3 separate regions of the Ovis aries genome follow, and all the other regions are linked to region 2. A link is a contact called in public Hi-C data. All regions are on one chromosome and are shown on one strand. Each heading gives the region's core, a stretch centred on a gene start, on an enhancer-like site or on the middle of the called end of the contact. The rest is flanking DNA. Distances are from core to core; before and after follow the strand shown. Region 1 holds the start of ADGRL1 (adhesion G protein-coupled receptor L1). Region 2 overlaps ADGRE5 (adhesion G protein-coupled receptor E5). Region 3 holds the start of ASF1B (anti-silencing function 1B histone chaperone).

What was found. Hi-C and Micro-C count contacts between places; a contact is called where the count stands out from the background.
Region 1: a contact with region 2 is called in a Hi-C map of hypothalamus, with 2.4 times the contacts expected there. The contact joins the promoter of ADGRL1 here to the enhancer-like site in region 2. A contact is called at or near these places in 4 of 16 Hi-C or Micro-C datasets (blood, hypothalamus and tail adipose tissue).
Region 3: a Hi-C map of hypothalamus shows a contact between it and region 2, with 5 times the contacts expected there. The contact joins the promoter of ASF1B here to the enhancer-like site in region 2. A contact is called at or near these places in 5 of 16 Hi-C or Micro-C datasets (blood, hypothalamus, omental adipose tissue and 1 more).

The regions. Positions count from the first base shown.
Region 1 is chr5:9,830,783-9,834,941 of ARS-UI_Ramb_v3.0, forward strand. ADGRL1 (adhesion G protein-coupled receptor L1) reads left to right here and starts at 2,753. Exons shown (of 24, transcript XM_060416268.1): 1 at 2,753-2,821; 2 at 3,645-3,778. It overlaps LOC105610497 (a long non-coding RNA gene), which reads right to left and starts at 2,374. Exons shown (of 2, transcript XR_006059833.2): 1 at 2,313-2,374.
Region 2 is chr5:9,673,440-9,677,973 of ARS-UI_Ramb_v3.0, forward strand. It overlaps ADGRE5 (adhesion G protein-coupled receptor E5), which reads right to left. Exons shown (of 19, transcript XM_060416267.1): 10 at 4,356-4,463; 11 at 3,739-3,953; 12 at 3,038-3,220; 13 at 1,863-2,054; 14 at 1,422-1,648; 15 at 1,253-1,319; 16 at 1,025-1,116; 17 at 769-937; 18 at 578-682; 19 at 1-488. The coding sequence ends at 459. It overlaps DDX39A (DExD-box helicase 39A), which reads left to right. Exons shown (of 10, transcript XM_042249809.2): 10 at 1-7. Among named protein-coding and RNA genes, the nearest start is that of DDX39A, 11 kb to the left of the region's middle. Within about 2 kb of position 1,737, at least 26 of the 54 cell types and tissues checked have an H3K27ac peak or open chromatin away from gene starts, as enhancers often do. A contact at or near this core is called in hypothalamus, where this site is marked.
Region 3 is chr5:9,898,621-9,903,359 of ARS-UI_Ramb_v3.0, forward strand. ASF1B (anti-silencing function 1B histone chaperone) reads left to right here and starts at 2,705. Exons shown (of 4, transcript XM_004008474.4): 1 at 2,705-2,933. The coding sequence starts at 2,825. It overlaps LOC121819593 (a long non-coding RNA gene), which reads right to left and starts at 2,126. Exons shown (of 2, transcript XR_006059832.2): 1 at 2,073-2,126; 2 at 680-1,720.

The sequences.
Region 1 (4,159 bases), core at 1,503-4,002, 160 kb after region 2:
CCCCTCGCCCGCGAGACCTAAAAACTGCGATAGAATGGAGGCTACTGAAACCGATCCCGGCCACAACACGGGGCGCTCTGCTGACCACAGGCTTTGGGGAAAAAGAGGAGGGTTTGGGGGAAGGAAGTCCTAGCCAGGATTTTTCCAAACTGAGCCGGGGGTTCCTTAAAGCATGGCACTCCTTTCCCTCGTATAAATTAAAGACACCGCTTCTCGCAGCCCCTGAAGAACGCAAGTTAGTACCGTCCCCCAGGCACATTCATTGGTTCCGAGGGTCTCTCCATAGAGCAGGTGGGTGAGCTACTCAGGGCTGGACAGCGGGATGGTGGGAGGACTAGGAGCCAGGGGGCTCTGGTGATGCTCAGCCTTCCTTGAGCTGCACGTTCTTCCCCCTTTCAGTCCCGCCAGGTTTATAGAAAGCTGGCTGTGTGGATGTGGGGGAGGGTTCCTGGTTGCCCCCTGCGGTACCGCCAAAGCCTTTCATGGATCCTACCAGGTGCTGCGGAGATATTTCAAAGTGGGAAACTGACGCGTGGAGAAGCGAAACCTCCCCCATTCTCCCATCCTGGTACTGCACCAACCATAGATGGATAGGACACCCTCCGCAGCCACCAATCTCCACTTCATACATATTTGGCCCCTTAGATCCAGCCGATGGGCCTGGCCATCCATATTTAAGGCCCAAGGTCTACAGACACGGAACCCTGGGTGTGAAGGAGGAATGAAGTTAGCTGCCTACTGTCTCCACCCTTGAAGTCTGCGGGCTCTATTTGGCCCCAGTTCCAGGCTATAAGAATCCCTGCCCAGTCCTGAAATGATGGTTGCCCACAGAAGCAGGTGGAGGGTGGTGGGTGCCATAGAGGTAGCCCCTGGTTACCAGGTCAGCCTGGAAGTCTGGCGTCTCTGAGCATGCTCAGTCCTGTTCAAGTCTTTGCAACCCCATGGACTGTAGACTGTGTCCGTGGAATTTTCCAGGCAAGAATACTGGAGTGGGTTGTCATTCCCTTCTTCAGGGTATCTTCCCGAGCCAGGGATCCAACTCACATCTCTAGCATCTCCTGCACTGGCAGATGGATTCTTTACCACTGTACCACCTGGGGAGTCTCTGCTTTTCCCTAAATTCAGGCTTCTGGGAAGGGATTTTTAGAGGATGGGTTCATTCACTTGCAGATGTTCCTCTTAGGGTTTCTTAGATTTTTATAGTGCCCCTCTAAGCCTGCCCCAAGTTTTATCTATTTATTACCCCAACCCTTTCCATTGCTACTTCCATGCTGTTTCCCAATTCCTCACCCATTCTGCAGAGCCAAGTTGGAATGGCAATGCATTCTCTTCCCTGGAGATAGAGACCAGGGTTTGCCATCTTCCTCATCCTCAGCACATCCCCTTCCTCTATAATCCAGGTCAGACTTGTCTGCCCCACTCTCCCCACTATTGCCTGTTCTGTGTCTACCTGAGATTCGGCCTGGACTTTGTATGCTCTGGCCCGCGTGCTAATTAGCCTGCCACTGGATGGTTCCCTTCCCTGAGGATCCAAACCAGGGATTTGCTCCTTCCCATCCATCAGTCTTCCCCTTGCACCCTACCTTCATAAAACGCCAGGCTTCCAGGGCCAGGCTTCCAGGTCCACTCTCCCGAGATCCTCACCGGGTCTTACCTCTCAGGACCTTCTAGTACCTGCCCCCCTCTAGTTTTACCTCAGCCCCCACCCTGCACTGAGCTGTCTATTCTGCCAAAGTGCCTATTTTTGGCCTGGGGCCCGGTTTTATAGCCCCCACTGTGGGTCTTGGCAGTCACAGCTCTGGCTCTGGGAATCCACGCCAAGTCGGACTGCCTTCCCCAACCAGGGAGATGGGGTGCGGGGCTCCCTTCTGCAGCTTCAGCATGAAGCCGGCCCCAGGCCTCACTCGGCCAGATGCCTAGGAACCCGCTGGTTCCTTGTCCTACTTCAAGTCCACCGGCTGCAGTATAGTCGCTCGGCTGCGGAAATCCATACCGAGTTTTTGCTCTTGCCGAAAACCTAAAATGCAATTTTTTCTCTCGCCCCCCCCCCCAACCCAAAGCAAGACCTTTGAGGCGTTTATAGATACTAACCTCCCCCAAACACCCACCCTCTCCGCTCCTGCGACCCGGTCAGTTCCCAGTCCTTGACCAGTTGCCACAGATCTTTAGCTAGGGTCTTGTCCCATCCCGCACACTCCAGTCCTGGCTTTACGGTCTTCCCTTGCCTTATATTGTAGGTCTGGTCTCCCAGGGTAGCAGCCTCCTCATTGCATTCCCTTCGCATCGCCCCTGGATCCTGAAACCGCTTTTACCTGCCTGCTTCGGTGCAGCCGGCGCTCCAGATCCTTTCGTGCCCGAGTCCAGCCCTCCTTTTGCCCCTCCTTCTTGCACGTCGCTGCCAGGAAGACGAGGGCAGCCCACGCCGCCTCAGCCACTAAATAGCCCCCTCCCGGAGCCCCCTGCGAGCCCAGGTCTGGAAACTCTAGGCCAGGTCTTGCTTGTTTCCACTGCATTAGGCATGACGCATTACTCCGTCTCCCGAGGAAGAATCCGGCCCGAAATTTGCGTGCCCGGGGTGCATTTGGCCCTGTCGCAGCTGCCTTCGTTCCTCCCATCTCTGTCTAATCCAACCCGGGTTTTGCAGACCCCTTCCAGATCGCTCTCATTTCTCCCCTCACCGGGCAAAGCGCCTTTTACTCCACTACCTGCAAAATCCGCTCCGGGTCTTCCTCCAGCCTGTCTCCCCTCCCCCACTTCCCGTTCCAACGCTGGGATCCAGCACATCTCCTTCCCTCTCCCGGTTTTTCCATAGGGACTAGAGGTGGGGGCGAAGGGGAGGAAAGTCCATCTCGGGTTTTCGGGCCGGCCTCCGGTGCGCTGGGGCAGGTTGCGGCGGCCGGTCCCGGGCGGCGGTTCCGGGCCGGGTTTTGTGCGTGCCCGCCGTCCCCCTCCCGGAGCGGGTGCGCCGGGGAGAGGGGCGAGCAGGCGGCTTGTCATTGCTGGTGCCCGGCGCCCGCTCGGTCCGCGCGTCCTGCGGTGCCCACGGGCCCGGCCCGGCGCCCCCCCATCTGGCCACCCCGGGGGCGCGACGCCGCCGCGCCCGCCTACAACCGCGCCCCCCCGCAACAAGCTCCGCGCCGCCCGCCCCCTACCCGAGCCCCCCGTGGCCACTGCGGGGAGCCCGAGCCGTCGGCGCGGGAGTTGTCGGCGCTGCGGCGCCCCCGCCCCGCCGTCTGCCGAGGAGGCCCCGGCGAATGGGGCCGCGTGGGCCCCGGAGCGGCGCCGCCGGGCGGCGGGGGGCTGCAGGGGCTCCCTAGCTGCTCCGTTAACCCCTCGGCTGCCGCCGTCGGAGGGGGCTGGGAAGTCGCCTGGGCGCACACGTGCCGCCTCCGTCGGGGCCGCGGAGCTGCGGGGAAGATGCGGGCAGCTGTTGGCGCCGCCTCGGGGGGCTCCGCCTCGCCCCAGCCCCCGGAGCTCTGACACCGCCCCCGCCCCGCCGCCTCCCTCCCCGGGAGGGGCGCGGACGCTCGCCCCCAGCCCCGAGTCTCTGCCGCCGCGAGGGGGCCGCCTTTGGAGCTGTGTAATCCGCTTCTTCTTCTTCTTCTTCTTTTTTTTTTTTTTTTTTAATTTTTGGTTGGTGACAGCGGTTCTGGGCCCCGCTACCCCTCGCCCGATTTCCCCCCTGTCCCGGTTCCGGGAGATGTGCCGGGCAGGGGTCCTGGGTTCGCGGAGCCGCAGGAGAGACGCGCAAGGCCGACCCCGGAGCAGCGCTGGACAGGTGAGTGTCTAAGGACCCCGGGCGAGGGAGACGCCGTACCTGGGCCAGGTGTGGGGGCCGAGGTAGGGAGGATGGGAGCCCGGGCCAGGAAGGGGGAGGGGATGCTGGAACCGCGGGTCACAGCACCTGAGCGCGAGGGGGATGGAGGGCGGCCTGCACCTCACCCCACCGGTGAGGGGGCCGGGAGGGGCAGCCCCCGTGGACTGTCGGGGGTGTGCGGATGCGCGGCCGCGGGGTGCCCGTGGGGGGAGGGAGCCGCGAGTGTGCCCGCGCGTGGCTGCGTGTGCCCGCGCGCGCGCCAGCCTTTGTGGGGAAGCGGCGCGGCAGTGCCTGCGTGTCCCCGGTGCGTGTGCGCGCGGGTGCTTGGCGCCCTGTTTGTGT
Region 2 (4,534 bases), core at 487-2,986:
CTGCCCTGGGGCAGATGGGCCTTAGTACCATGAGCCTTGTTCGGCAAGGGGCTGAGAAGGGCTCTGCCCCTCTCCCACCCAGCCTCAGTCTTAGCTTACCCTAGAAGCAAAGTCCCAGCACCTTGGCCTCTTCTTCTGTAGCAAAGACAGATGACAGGAAAGGGCCGGGCTGGGCACGAGTCCTCATTCTTTCCGGGCCTGGTGTACTTGAGGGGGCTGCCCCTACCCTGGGTGCTGACCGGGGCGGAGCTGAGAGGCAGCAGAAGTAGGTCCGACCCGCCACCCTTGCTGGGTGTTCAGGGGTTCGGTACCAGACGGTGGCTGTCACCCTCCTCTCCGTGGTGCGTGCGGGGCCCGAGGCAGGAGGGAGCAGAGCAGAGAGGGAGGAGAGGAGGTCATCTGTGTGTGCAAAAGCTGCTGAGGCCACAGGAGCTGCTGGTTTGGCCAGAACTGCGTCTTCACATGCCAGACTCTGAGGGCCTGAGGGCCTGGAGAGAAAGGAGCGCCCTGTCAGAACGGAGCCCAGAGACCCGGGGGCCTTCGGTCCTGCACCCCCTACCGCAGGCTCAGCCCTTACCTGAGTCTGATTGTGGCTAGAGCCAGACGCAGAGGTGGTTGTGGCGAACTCGGAGTACCTGTTCCCAGCAACCATGCAGGCCCACTTGCGGTACTCCTCTCTCACCTGTGGGGCACACGGGCCAGGTCAGGGGGGGGTGGGCCCCAGGACAGGAGGAGGGCCCGGCACCGCCCTCAGCCTGGCCTGCCCACCTTTTTGTTGAGGAGGCAGTACAGCACGAAGAGGAAGAAGCCCTGCAGGCAGTTGAGGATGCTGAAGATGTAGGACAGCACCCAGCTCTCTGGGTCGAAGAGGAGCAGGCCGAAGACCCAGGTGCAGCCCAACACGAAGAGCTGGGCGATGGCGGTGATGGTCAGCACCCTGCGGGGAGGCGGCCGGTTGCAGCTGGGGGCCCCTCCTCACACACCCACCTCTTCTGTCGGCCCCCCTCCCTGCCTGTCTTCTCACCTGACTTTCTTTAATTTCTTTATGTCAGGGTTGATTTCAGAAAACTTCTGAGTGAGTTTCCAGACAGTAATCACAAAGATGATAGCATTGCCCTGGGCAGGAAGCAAAGAATTCAGATTAGGGGGTATCTTTGGAACTCGCAGGGAGAAAGCTGGTAGAGGGGCTCAGTGTGGAGCTGAGTGCTTCAGATTTTCAGGGGTGTGGGATGGGGCGAGGTGAGACAGTTACCAAAACGATGAAGGTCACAGGTCCCACAAAGCTCCAGAGGAAGCCACCCTCGAAATTCAACCAGCAGCTGGGCAAGAAGGGAGGGTCTGGTCAGCACCCAGTAAGTCCAGAGGGGAGCAACGGCTCCGTGCAACCCCCAAGCCCTGGCCTTCCCACCACCTCCGCTCACAATTTCTCGCGGCCATAGCCCTTGCTGTAGGCGCCTGCCGAGATGCCCACGATGATCAAGGGCACGCCGTAACCGATCAGGCAGAGCCAGAGCTTTCTCAGGCCTTGGCCCTGGAACACGCGCACCACGAGGAAGTAGAGCTCCACGCCCTCGAGGCTCATCCAGCAGAAGGCGGCCAGGAAGCAGTAGTGCAGCAGCACGGCCACCAGGCGGCAGCGCGTCCCCACCTGCGGGGCGAGGGCGGAGGGGCGGGGCGGTGACGTCAGCGGTGGGCGGGTCCGGGACTGGACGCAGAAGCAGGGAATGCGCAGGACCATATGCTTCCGCTGAGGGGAGGCCGACCGCCCCACCCAGCTGGAGTAGGCGGAGCTATCCCACTCCCGGCCCTCGCAGGTCTAGCGCCCAGGTGCGAGTGGGGCGCTCCACGGGGCGGGGCCTCACCTCGCCGCCTTCGTTCTCGATGCCCGCCAGGAAGATGGCGGAGCCCACGAAGAGGCAGATGCAGAGGTGCAGGTGCACCGTGGTGCGCGAGCCCTGGATGGGCCGCACCAGCAGGAAGGTGAGGATGCACAGCAGCAGGCAGGCCAGCGACAGCGCCAGTCCCACCTTGGTGATCAAGGCCAGCTTCGGGTCCTAGATGCAGGACGGGCGGGCGGGACTCCATCAGCACCCTGAGGCCTTCCTGCCCTCCTTGTGGGCCTCACCACCCATCCACACCCACCTGGGACCTGGCCTGCAGGACTCTGATCAGGTGGCTCATCTCCCTCCACCTCCACTACCATCAACATCTGAATAAACCTACCATATCTCTCACCCTATATACCACCACCCCCGCACCCATGTGTGCAGCAGGCATCCCCAGTTCCTCTGGATGAGTGCCCCACTACACACCCAGACCTTAGACGATCCCCCGTGTATCCTCAATGGCTGCAACCTTCTTTCTCTACACTGATGAGCCCACCTCTCTGACCCTCATCTCCATCTCATCTCTTGCCCCTCCAACACCTCGCTGCAACTATGAGCTCATCAAAACCCACATTTGTGTCCTTCCTGGGCCTTGGGCCTGGACCACCAGCCTCCCCTACTCTGCCTGACCCATTCCAGGTATTCACATGGCCCAGTGTATCTATGGATCCCTCAGGAGCTTTTAGCAATATTTAACAACTTGATGGAGGTTCCCCAGTGGCTCAGTGGTAAAGAATCCACCTGCCAATCCACTAGGAGATGCTGATTTGATCTCTGGGTCAGGAACATCCCCCGGAAGAGGAAAAGGCAACCCACTCTAGTATTCTTGCCAGGAGAATCTCATGGAGAGAGGAGCCTGGCGGTCTACAGTCTGTGGGGTCATGAAAGAATTGGACACGACTTAATGACTAAACAACAACTTGCTGGGGGTGGGCCATCAGAGGGGCACTGGCTGAAGTAAGGCCCGTGGTGCCAGGCCACTCTCTCTAGTTGCTGAGTCATGTGGAGGTCTAGGGGTCCCAAGCAAGGGGCTGCATCTGGTCTGTGCAACCACGCGGAACCTTTTGGACCATTCCACTGAAACCAGCTGCCTGTCCCGCCTGAGCCAGCCGTGCCACAGTGGGTTTCTGAGGATGGCCCCGTCTGCTCACCTCCACGTCATAGTGGGCCATGAGGATGGCAAAGCTGCTTAGGTGGCTGCACTGGCAGGTGACGCTTCCGTTGCCGCTGCCCATCCTCCAGCAGCCCGAGGTGGCCCAGGACCCGTTCCCGTTGCCGTCATTCTTCCAGAAGGCACAGATCAGCTCCTGCCGTGGCTTGAGCTCAGGCTGTTCCTAGGGAGAGGTGGTCATAGAAGTTAGCCTGGAACCCTCTCGTGGGTACTGGGCTTGGGTGGACCCCAAAGAGGACTGTGTGTGCCAGGCCAGGGGACCTGGGAGTGAACTGGGGAGACAGAAATCCCTGTCCTTCTGGGCTGACATTCTAGTGGGGGAGACAGACAGAAAATAATACACCTAATAAATAAGTAAACTAGATAGTGTGTTAGCAGGTGCTGAATGCGAAAGAAAAGAGCAAAGGGGAAAGGTGGGGTGTGATTACAGATTGTAATTTAAACAAGCAGGTCCAGGAAGGCCTAGAAGAGTAGGGGACATGTGAACGAGTTGACAGGTTAAGGACTGAATCGTGGCGGAAAGGTGTCCCAGGCAGAGGGCACGTGTCAAGGCCCTGAGGCACGTGTAAGGAAGCAGCACAGTGCATGGGGGTGGGGGAACGGAAGCTGCTGAGAGACCACAGGGACCTTGGCTATGGGGTGAGCAGTGTGGCTGATTGCCCTCCCCACCCCAGGACTCACATGGAGGGTGAAGGCAAAGGAGACATTGGAGTCGAGTTTCTCAGTGTTGGGGTTGCTCAGAAAGACAGAGCTGACCGCTGAGAGAAGCGTGACCTTGGCACCTCGGACAGGACTCTCGTAGGTCTCTTTCAGCTTCTCCAAGTCCAGTTTCAAAGAGGCATTGGCCAGCAGTTTTTTCATGTTCAGACTGGAGAGGATGCCCACCACGGAGGGGCCTAGGGGACAGACATGCTGGCTCCCTTCTGCTCTGCTTGCTTCTGTGCCCCATCCTTCCTCTGAAGATGTCTAATTCAAGCTCGCCCGTCTGCCATGATGCCCAGAGTCCCGCCCCAAGGCTCAGCTTCCTGTGGCTGCATATTCTGAAGCTGTGTTGTTCAGTCCCTCAGGCATGTCCGACTCTTTGCGACCCCATGGACTGCAGCACGCCAGGCTTCCCCGTCCTTCACCATCTTCTGGAGCTTGCTCAAACTCACACCCATTGAGTCAGTGATGCCATCCAACCATCTCATCCTCTGTCGCCCCCTTTCCTCTTTCCCTCAATCTTTCCTGTATCCTAGCCATATCCTAGCTTCTCCCTCCCTTTCCCTGGAGTGCCCGCTCTGGGTGCCTGCCATTACCTGACTCCCCGGCTGCAGCTGCCACAGCCCAGTCCAGCAGTATCCGTGCATGGCTCTGGCCCACGGTGACGTTTCCTTTCCCCTGCTCCTGGACCACCAGGGACAGCTCTGAGAAGAGAGGGTACAGTGATCGGGGGCCCTGGGTGTGGGAGGGGGTCCTGGGGGGCTGGGGTGGAGCA
Region 3 (4,739 bases), core at 1,455-3,954, 230 kb after region 2:
CGACAAGAGTTCCCTGGTGTTCTAGCGGTTAGCATTTGAGGCTTTCACTGCTGTGGCCCAGGTTCAATCCCCAGTCAGGGAACTGAGATTCCGCAAGCCATGCAGCGGAGCAAAAAAAAAAAAACATATCTACAGATTCTAGCAAGTGCTCCTAATAAGCAGGCTTTTGTGATAAATGAAGGTCTACTTTAACTAGGATGGTCCAAGAAGGCTTCTTTTGGAGAGACATCTGGGGTGAACCATATATGATGAGAATGAGACAGACAAGCAATTAGCTAAAGGAAGCACGTTCCAGGCAGAGGGAAGAGCAACTGCAAAGCCAGGCAGCAGGAATCAAGTTTGGTGTGTTGAAAGACAGGAAATAAAGCCAGGAGGGCTTGGGAGTGGTGACAAGAGGGAGACTGGCAGATGAGGTCAGTTGAGGCCACTGTGCAGGGCCTCCTAAGCCACAGTGAAGATCTTAAGTTTCATCCTAAGTATGATAAGCCTTTGAAGGTTTTAAGCAGAGTAATGACATGATCTAGTTTACAACTGAAGATTATTCAGCCAGCTGTAGGGAGAAGGCATTATAGACAGAGACATAATACTTGTGACTGATGAACTTTTCAGGGGCTATGAAAAGGTTGGGGCTGAGAATGAAAGAAAAAAAGTTCCACAATGCAGAAAGAAAACTACAAAGTTGTAATGAGTAAAATGTTTAATATCTAGAAAACAAAATATAACAACTTCATCAAAGTTCATATGCATAAGCAATTGAATTACATTTGGAAATAATTTGAAAATTTGACCTTCTCAAGTCACAAAAATTCCTAAGGATGCCCAATGACTGCCAAGAACCCAGAGCCAATCATAATGGGAATTTTCTTGCAGCCAAATCGTTTCAATGAGGGGAAGAATCCTTTCAATCCTACTTGAGATGGAGATACAAAAAAAAAAAAAAAAAAAGAGAGAGAATATTCTGAGCATCACGAGGCCACAGAGGTGGATGGATAAGAAATCCTAGTGGCTTGAAATGTACCGTTCAGGCTTATGTTCCACGAATTTGAATGTTGTCCAGGGGGCTCTTGGATTCTCCGAAGAAATTTGAGCAGAGACTTGAATAACAAGGAGGCACCAGAAAAGAGGTGGGGGGTGTCATGTCAGATTTTATGAAACAAAAAGGTCAGTTTGGCTGAAGTTGGTTTTGGCTATCCAATATCGGAAGCCACAGGGGATGACAAGCACCTCAGTGTGGCTAGTGCCACTGTGAAACAGAACATTCCACGTCGCTTAACTTTCATTAATTAATATTTCAATTTATCACCGACATGAGATTGAGTTCATGGGAAATTTTAACGTATGTTGGGAAACACTTGGGCATGTGAATCTCCATTTCAACTGTAAATTTTATGAAACCTCAACTATTTCCGGTGAAAACCTAGCGTCCGGATCACAGCTGTGGTGTAACGTGTAAAATACACAGGTTTTCAAACCGTTAGTACTAGGTAACAAAATAAAGATACCTCAGGTTCGTGTTTGTTTTTTTTTAATACCGATCACATGTTGAAATGATATTCTGGCTATACTACATTAAGTTTAATATATTTATATATATATATGTAACGTGGCTACTATAGAAAAGTTTAAGATTAGGTTTGTTGACGCCCGTGGAAGCGGACTAAAGGAATGCGGCGGCCCCTCGAGTCTTCCAGACAGGGGGCGACGGTGGTCCCGCCTACGCCTGGGAGTGGAAAGAAGTTTCTAGATGTATTATGTAGTCATAAGTCAGGCCAGTAAAATTTCATCACCCCGTTCAATGAGCAGGGAAATGAGGCCTCGGGTGGTGCGTGGCAGAGGCCGGATTCGAAATCCCATTCAGCGCCGTCCACCTGAAACCTCCCCAGGGGCTCTCAAGTAAGAACCTGATTCGAACCAGGCCCGACTACCGGGTCCCGGGCCCCAGAGCGCCGCGTTAGCGCGGCACCGTCTGCGCTCAAGGGTGAGTTAAACGTTCACAACGTTCACAACGGACGCCCAGCCTGCCGGGTCTGCGGGGCCAGGAGCCCCTTAGAGAAACTTCCGGCAACGCTCACCTGCTGACAGATGCCGATGCCGCAAACGCTGCTCCTTTCTCTTCACACTCTGCTCAACCGCGTCAGCGGCCGACTTCCGCTCCACTTCCACGAATCCCCGGCCGCGTCTTCTCTTCTCCCGCCCCCGCAGCCAACTCAGCCAATCACCTCTCAGGAAACCTGCTTTATCTCCGCCCCATTTCTGCCTGCCAATCACTGCAAGTCCAGCACGTCCCTTCCTTCCCGCTTAAGCGAGCGCTGTGCGCCACCACTCGGCGGTTGACTGCGCTGCCCCCAGCTGGAAGAGTCTCCCGGAAAGGCGGGGCTAATCGCGGACCACGCTGGTGCGGGGACCCTAGGGATTGGCCAAGAAGAGCCAGGCGCTCTGACCCCGCCCACCCCTCCCTGGACGTCCGAGTCGGAGACTCTGGGGATTGGTTCCCCGCGGACACCAAAGAAGCCTAGAGACGGTCCCGCCTCCCTCGCTCATCCCTGAGATGGAGCTCCACGGATTGGTCTCGGGAGTCTCGGCGCGCGCCGACCGGCGCTCCAGGATTGGCTGAGGAAGCACTCGCGCAGTCGTGGAGCGTTGACGGTGATTGGCCGTAGGGTGAGAGCCGGCTATTTGAAGGAGGCGCGCGGACTAGATACGCACTTCAGATCGCGGTCAGAGGAGGCGGGAGCGGGTTTGGGCAGAGCTTCGCCGCTGACCCGACAGGACCCAGGCGCGGGCTCGGCCCCAGCTCTGGCCTCAGCCGTGACCCGACGAGGCGATGGCTAAAGTGTCAGTATTGAACGTGGCGGTGCTGGAGAATCCGAGCCCTTTCCACAGCCCTTTCCGGTTCGAGATCAGCTTTGAGTGCAATGAGGCCCTGGCAGACGGTGAGATTGGGCCCTTGTGGAGACCCCACTCCCCTGAGCTAACCCCGACCTCCCTTTGCAGACAACCCCGAGGCCAACCCTGCCAAACACACTTCCTCTCCCCCTCCCCCTCCCCCAACCGCGATCTCCCTTGAACCAAAGCCCGCCCACCAGCCCCAACCCCGCCCCTTGGAGACTACCCACCGCACCCCACCCCCATGGTTACTCCTCTTTTCCCCTCATGGAGACCACTTCATCCTCCTCTTTCTCCTGGGCGTTCCTCCTGAGCATCTGTTTTCTGTGTAGAGACCTCAGCCTCAGTTCTTTAACCTGCAGAGACCCTCAGCCTTCCCATCTTCCTTGTAGCAAGAAACCCCCCATCTTCTGTTTCTGTATGGACAGACTACCATTCCAGCCACCCAATCCTCCCCCACCAATCCCCTCTCCCCTGTGGTGAGACACTTCCACCTCACTCTTTTCCTGTGGAGATGTAAGCTCTAGCCCCCTCCCGTGTCCCATATGAAAACCGCAGCCTCCTCCCTCATTTTCCCTGTGAAGATCCTCGCCCTCTGGCAAGACCTCACACATCCTTATCTCCCCATTTGTCTCCCCATAATATCCCCTACCTGCTGATACTTAACCCCACCCTACCCCCCTTCAGCTTGTTTCCTACCTCAAAACACATACCCTAGAAACTGGCTTCCCTCCTTAGTCTGGCCCCAACCCTCTACTTCCTCAAGAGAGGCATGACCTGGCTTCCTGCTCCAGTGTTTGAGGATGATCTGGTCTCCCCAGCTCCTCTTCCTTCCTCTTCCCTGACTGTGGGCTTCAATGAACACACTCAGATCTGAGGAGTGGCATGGCCAGGCACACGTTAGCTGGTTCCTGCTGTTGGCCTGCTGGATTCCTGCTGACCCACTGCAGCAAAGCTTGCAACACTTTTGATGGCCTGACCTCGACTTGCGCGGTGTGGGGTGGGTGTGCCAGGCCGAGCCATGGTGATGTTTGGCTTCAATCTGGGAGGTCACAGCCTTTTGTGCACCTTTTCCAAGGTGCTTTCACAGATGTGCTTATTCATCCCTGTGACAAAAGGCGGACATGGCTCTCATCTCACAGATGAGAAGGCGGGAGACAGAGTAAAAGACCTTTCAAGTAAAGGCCTATAAAAACCAGAAAGGCTAAGGTTGTTCAGCGAGTCTTGGCACCACTTTCAGGAGGAAGTACTTCCATTAGATGTCTTCTCTACTTGGTGGTTAGAAGAGAAGAGGCAGCCTCTAAGGAGGTAGAGATCTGGAAGGCAAGGGTGTGCTAAACTAGTCGTTCTCAGTGGTTGGTGGGTGGTTTGCCTACAAATGGGCTTCTCCAACTAACATGGGGTTGAAGAGTTTTGATGTGTGCTTGGGTGGGGCCATTGGATCACTCCCTGCTTTCTCTCGTTTTTAAATCAAGGAGTCATTCTACTTATGACTAACTATAGAATATGCCCAGTTAAATCCTTTCTGGAACAAGGCGGGGTGTAAATAAATAAATAAAGTGTAGAATGACCCTGTGGAATAAGATTTAATTTTAAAGCCAGGAGATGTAAGGAGCTAATAGTTCAAGGGATTCATAGTTCCCAGATGGCAGGAGATCGGGTTTCAATCAGCCTGTTTGAGCTCCTGGCATTTAAAAATGGTTGCATGGTCATTATCTAGTACTTTCATTCCTGCAAAGCTACTGCCCTGTTACTTTATTAATCTGTTTATAGAATCAGGAGAGTCTAAAGTCAACCTGCTGGTCATTGTTTTTTATTTGTGTTATATTTTGTTTAAGATTTATTTATTTTTG